2 separate regions of the Anas platyrhynchos genome follow, and region 1 is linked to region 2. The links are chromatin contacts, called in public Hi-C maps. All regions are on one chromosome and are shown on one strand. Each heading gives the region's core, a stretch centred on a gene start, on an enhancer-like site or on the middle of the called end of the contact. The rest is flanking DNA. Distances are from core to core; before and after follow the strand shown. Region 1 holds the start of ATP6V0A4 (ATPase H+ transporting V0 subunit a4). Region 2 overlaps KIAA1549 (KIAA1549 ortholog).

What was found. Hi-C and Micro-C count contacts between places; a contact is called where the count stands out from the background.
Region 1: a contact with region 2 is called in a Hi-C map of skeletal muscle, with 1.8 times the contacts expected there. The contact joins the promoter of ATP6V0A4 here to the enhancer-like site in region 2. A contact is called at or near these places in 2 of 8 Hi-C or Micro-C datasets (F5 follicle and skeletal muscle).

Annotation. Positions count from the first base shown.
Region 1 is chr1:59,708,891-59,711,615 of IASCAAS_PekinDuck_T2T, forward strand. ATP6V0A4 (ATPase H+ transporting V0 subunit a4) reads left to right here and starts at 1,315. Exons shown (of 21, transcript XM_038181139.2): 1 at 1,315-1,448. It overlaps TMEM213 (transmembrane protein 213), which reads right to left and starts at 164. Exons shown (of 3, transcript XM_021273720.4): 1 at 1-164.
Region 2 is chr1:59,659,824-59,662,523 of IASCAAS_PekinDuck_T2T, forward strand. The region is part of intron 10 of KIAA1549 (KIAA1549 ortholog); the gene reads left to right. Among named protein-coding and RNA genes, the nearest start is that of TMEM213, 48 kb to the right of the region's middle. Within about 2 kb of position 1,333, at least 1 of the 8 cell types and tissues checked has an H3K27ac peak or open chromatin away from gene starts, as enhancers often do.

The DNA of each region.
Region 1 (2,725 bases), core at 65-2,564, 49 kb after region 2:
CCTGAGGGAGAAAGCCCTCTGGATCCAGACCTTCCCAGAGGGGTCCTCAGGCAACTTCTGTCGCCTGAGTCTCTGCTTGATCCTGCAGAGATGGGCTAAAAGAGCTGTTGAAGTGCTTCTGGTGGTGGCTTGGTCTGATGAGCACCACACATCGCTGCAGTTCCACAGGCTGTTGGCTCTGCGTGCCCCTGGCTGTGACCCATCACAATGTCCTTCCCAAAGAAAGCTTCAGGCATTAAATCAGGAAGAAAGCCTCTGTCAGAGGTGGACTCTGTGGGGAAAACAGGTTGTTGGTGCTCTCCACCACGGCCAGAAATGATTCTGGGTGTTGATGTGGAAATAAAGGCATCTGGAGCCCGCCTGGGATGGTCAGCTCTCCTGTGGGAGGTGAGGGAGAAGGCATCTGTGGCAACCATCTGAGTAGGATGGGCAGTATCTAAAATTTTTTCTTCCATCCACACTGCTAAAGTCAGCAAGCAGTGGCATGACAGGCTTCCAGTGGGAACTGCAGTGAATGGGATGTGATGGGGGTGCTGGTATAAAAATAAAAATAATAATAATTAAAAAACCCTGAGAAACATTTGGTTTCCCTTTGTTTAAGAAAAAGCTCAGGAGCAAAACATATGAGGTTTCAGCCTTGACCAGTGTCCCCCTTGCTGTCCTCCCTGGTGCTCTGCTCCTTTGCAGGTATTTGCATGTAGGCACAGAAGGATGCAGGCACCAAGGGGCTCCCCTGGAGAAAGACCTCCCTGAGCTGCAGAGGAGTGCAGGCCAGCCCAAAAGGACACACTTGCCGTCCTTGCCTCCCTGTTTTGGTGTCAACATGCCTTCAGGACTGGAGGAGTCACGGGCTGCCGACAGCCAGTCCATGGCAGCCGCCTCCCACCTCTGCTGGTGTGCATGGCCCTTGTCCTTCATCTGACACCCCAGGAGTGCCTGATGGCATGTCCTGTTCAGCTGGCAGCTGCCTGGGTGCATGACCCCAGCCAAGGTGGCTCTCAGCCTGGATAGACACGGGGCACAGCAGGAGAGGTGCTGAGAACGCACTCCTACTGCTCAGGGTTGCTTGGAGGTAGCCCGTAGGACAACCTTCATATCAGCCTGATATCAGTGTCTAAGTCCTTTTGTGCTAATTTTCTTTAATTCATGCTTTTATCTGAGCGCTCTGTTGCATCAAAACTAAACTAAGACTCAACTGTTTTACTCTGGGTAGGAACGATGCTCTGCTCGCTTCCAGCTTCACCAGTCCTTCCTGAATTTCTCAACCATGCCTCCTGCTGAAAGCTAATCTGGCATTTAATTTTGCAGAAATAATGAGTACAAGTGTTCTGTGCAGCGCAACATGTTTGTGGGACAATGAAAGAAGATGAAACTGCCCTGCTGTTATGTGAATGAATGAAATATCTTCTGAATTTTAACTACTACCTAAATACTCTGACAGCTTGCAGGTAAGCCTGCCCATTTTAAGGGATACTGAAAATACTTTATATAATTAACATAAAGTATTTATTTTCCTTTATAACAATTTTTCCCTCTGTAACACAGAAAGTGCTGCTCCAAAGTCTTCTGAAGCAGTGAAAGGCTGTGTTTTGCTTCAGTGATTTTTGGATAGAACTGGAAATGAAGGCTTTGCTCCATAAGTTTGGGCACAATGGGAGCCCTAGAAAATCATCTCCTGACACAGATTTGGATTTGTTTCATTTCTTATGTGTAATGCATTCATATTTCAGTGCTGTGACTGTCTGTGGAGCGGTAAGACTCTCCAAGCTGTCCCTAGCTTGGTCCCTACGCATTGTACCAACTCCAGTCTGTGTGAGGATGCCTTGCTGTGTGACATGGCCACAGCACCAGCAGAGAAAGGGGTCTCCTTCAGCTTGTGCTGTCCTGTCCATGCAGTTCTCAAGGCATGACTCGGTTTACCCTAAAACCGTGTCCCTCCCTACCTCTCTCCTTAGAGACTGTTCCACAGTGTGTAGGGCTGCTGGTCAGCTTTTTCTGATAATTACTAAGAAGGCAATACTTCACACACAAACCAATCGTGTGTTTTGTGCCACAGGGAGAGCTTCAGCATTAAGTTTCTCTGCTGAAGAAGGTATTACCCTTGACATACCACTACCAGGCGTGTCTCTTAGGGAATTATTACCTTTTATCGTACACACGCATTCTCATTCTGTCTATATATACATATGTATGTTTTCTGTTTACATGTGCAACATGTTTATGTTTTGTGTTCCCAAGGGAAATCTGATTGCTGCTCCAACCCTGTTGTATCCCTGCAGTGACCAACACTATGGTAACTGAGCGGTAGCACTCTGTTTAGCTCAGGGCAAAGCACACAACCTTGCTGTTTTTATTTGAGGTGAATTTAACTACACCCTACCCTGATTTCTGTGTACCTGAGGTGCTTCCCTGCTCAGCTGCTGCAACGGGGTGTAGCTTGGGTGAAAGCTCACACATTAACATGTAGTGTGGCCAGCCAAAACCTCCTGTGTGGTGGAGCTGAGCATAGAGTGGTTACTGAGATGCTGATCCCAGTGACACATAGAGCTGCATGAAACTTCCCTAGGCTGCTGAAAATCGTGACACCCCTGCAGTTGCCTCTTTGGGATCTCCCTTAGCTTTGCATATTGACAGAGCAGTCTATGGCTGGTTGATAATTCCCAGCTGACAATTCACAAGGACTCTGCTCAACTTACAGAGGGGATCGTGGTACTATTAAGCCAAT
Region 2 (2,700 bases), core at 83-2,582:
TAGGTGATTTGTTTGTATACTTTATCTCCTCAAATTACAGGTGCCTGCATGAAATGGCAACATCGTTTGAAAGGATCTCTGGGCGAGAAACAGATTTACCTTAGTTTTACGATAGTCATGGATAATGGGGCACAACAAGGAAGAAGGGAAAAGAAACTGTAGCTTCATTCTAGCAAGCAGATTATTTCTACAGTGTATATTAATGTGCTTTCATTCTGTCTGCATTAAGCGCTCTTTAGATTTATAAATGCGTCTTGAGTTATAAGACCACGGGATTATCTTTGCTCACTGTGCCTAACAAAATGCCAGCACAAACACTGAAATTGCTAATCTATGTTCTGTCTTAAAGTTTGTCAGCAATTTTCTCACTATTTGAGAAAGTGTTTCTGGACTGTCTTGTGTATGTACCCTGTCCAGACAGTGAGAGACACATTATGAACGTATTTTCTTGCCTCACAAATTGGGAATTTTTTTTTTAATTTGTAATTTTTTGACATGCTCTGCTACCTGTTAGAGATTGCAGTTGATACCAGACTTGCTTATGTGGCCTTTGAGAAGTAATTTTTTGACATATCATATGGAAATGAAACTGTTGGAACTGAGACTCAGCAGTCACCTCTATTTTATAAAGTTGATGATCATTTTCTGACTTATTCCTGACACTTTCATCTAACTAGTGTGCAAAGGAACCTCACCAAAGCCTGCTTCGTACTATCCACCCTGCAGCATTTCTGTGTTAGGAGGAAAGCTAAAACTATGTACGATTCAGACACAAAACTCTGCGTATTACAGCAGTTACCTTAGCAGCCTATGGGCATAGATGCACTCGGAATTAGGGGCTCTCAGCAACATGCTTTCTCTCGTGTTTTGTGAAATTCACTGAGCTGTCATGGGAGTATTAATGTGGCAGCAGGAAATGCACGAAGGAGAAGAATGGGGATGATGAAAACCCATGAAAAGCATCTGTCTTTAAAATAAAATATTTCAGAACAGGTGTCTTAAGAATTCAAGGCTTTTAAGAATTTTTGGAAATCTGGAGTTTTCTTTATTCATTTGTTTCTAATCCTGTGCCAGGGGCAGAATTCCTGAGGTAGTGCTTTTCATGGCATTCCTTCTTATATCTGTGATGTGGTGGTGGGCAGGAAATCATGGTTTTGACTTCTCAGAGAAGGAAAGGGGGACCAGATGATGTACACTATCTTTTTCTGATTTTCTGTGCCAGCATCATCTATACTGTGCACCCTTTTTCTCAGGCTTGATGGTAGAAACCCCTGCAACTATAAGCATGTTTCTTCTCCACAAGGACACATTTGCTCAACTGCTTGAGCTATTCCCAGTAATGGTGACAGCTGACAGAAGTGCTGCTGTGATGACAAATGTGAAATACAATTTATACGATGACGTACTGCTCCAGCATGAGAAAATTTTGTGTGTTTTGCACATACAAGCCCTTCTTTGGCTCTCAGATCTCAAAACCCTACTTTTTTGAGACAAGGCTTGCTGTAGGAATGCAGGCTCTAACAGAGTCATAAGAGTAGCAAGAGAGTATCCCATATAAGAGATTATATATTGAACTGCCAGTATACAAACCCTTCTTATACGGAGATCAATGGTTATCACGTGAAGGTATTTAAATCTATTTAGAAACCTTTTTAACTAGTTTTAAAACAAAAGTCATAAACCAACCAGGAGCAATGAGCGATCTCTAAACATTTCCCAGTGATGCTTAATATTTTTTAAAGGCCAAGAAAGAATTTGTGCTTATGGCACAAGTTAGTTTCATCATGTATTTTATATTTTATAGGTAAATTGTGTGAACAGCACAAAAAGACCTTGAAATACAAATGGGTTTTCTCTCAGTATTTTCAGGGAGGCAATAAAGAAAGAACTCTTCTGTATGATCTTCTAATGTGTTTTATTGATCAATGAGTTACTGTGCCTTGATTCAGATGTCCATTATTGTTGTTGAATTGCATATATAATTTGTATTCATACTTTCCAGACAATACATGGCTGTGATGCAAAATGATTTTATGTTGAAGGGGAGCAATATAAGCAAAAGATGGAGCATATATACGTATGTGCATAGCGAATGGGAATGATATGAAAAGAATGAGCTGAATAGGAAGATGAGACTGAATGAGAAAGGTGAACAGACTTCAGTATTTCTAAGTTCTTGTTTATTGGTAAATTGATAGATATTTTAAGTATCTGAAGGAATAGTTACTGCAGACAGTATGGATGAATGATCGCTGTTGGAGGAAATAGTAGTCCATATCTTGGATAGAGTAGTAGAAGCAGAGTAAAAAAAAAAAAAAAAAGTTAAGAAGACTCTAGCAAGCAATGCAAATAATTATAATTACTGGTGTATCATGAGAGTAATGCAATTACTACAGTGAATTCACACTACCCTATGGTATAGTGCCCTGGGAATACAGAGAAGCATTTGGTGCTGTTCATCTTTGATTGTAGAAGGAAGTTTGCGATGTTTAATAGCTTTAAACAACACTAGATCAGACTGCTTATTTACATCTTCAACCCATATTAGTGTTAAGAATACCGATTCCCTCTTCCTTGCTGCATTTAAATAGATTTGAAAACATTTTTTTCTGTAGTTTCTTTATCCTGTCATTTTTGTAACATTTCATGTGCTTGTATTTTACTAAGGCTATATAAGTCATCAGGACTTCTTTACAGGGA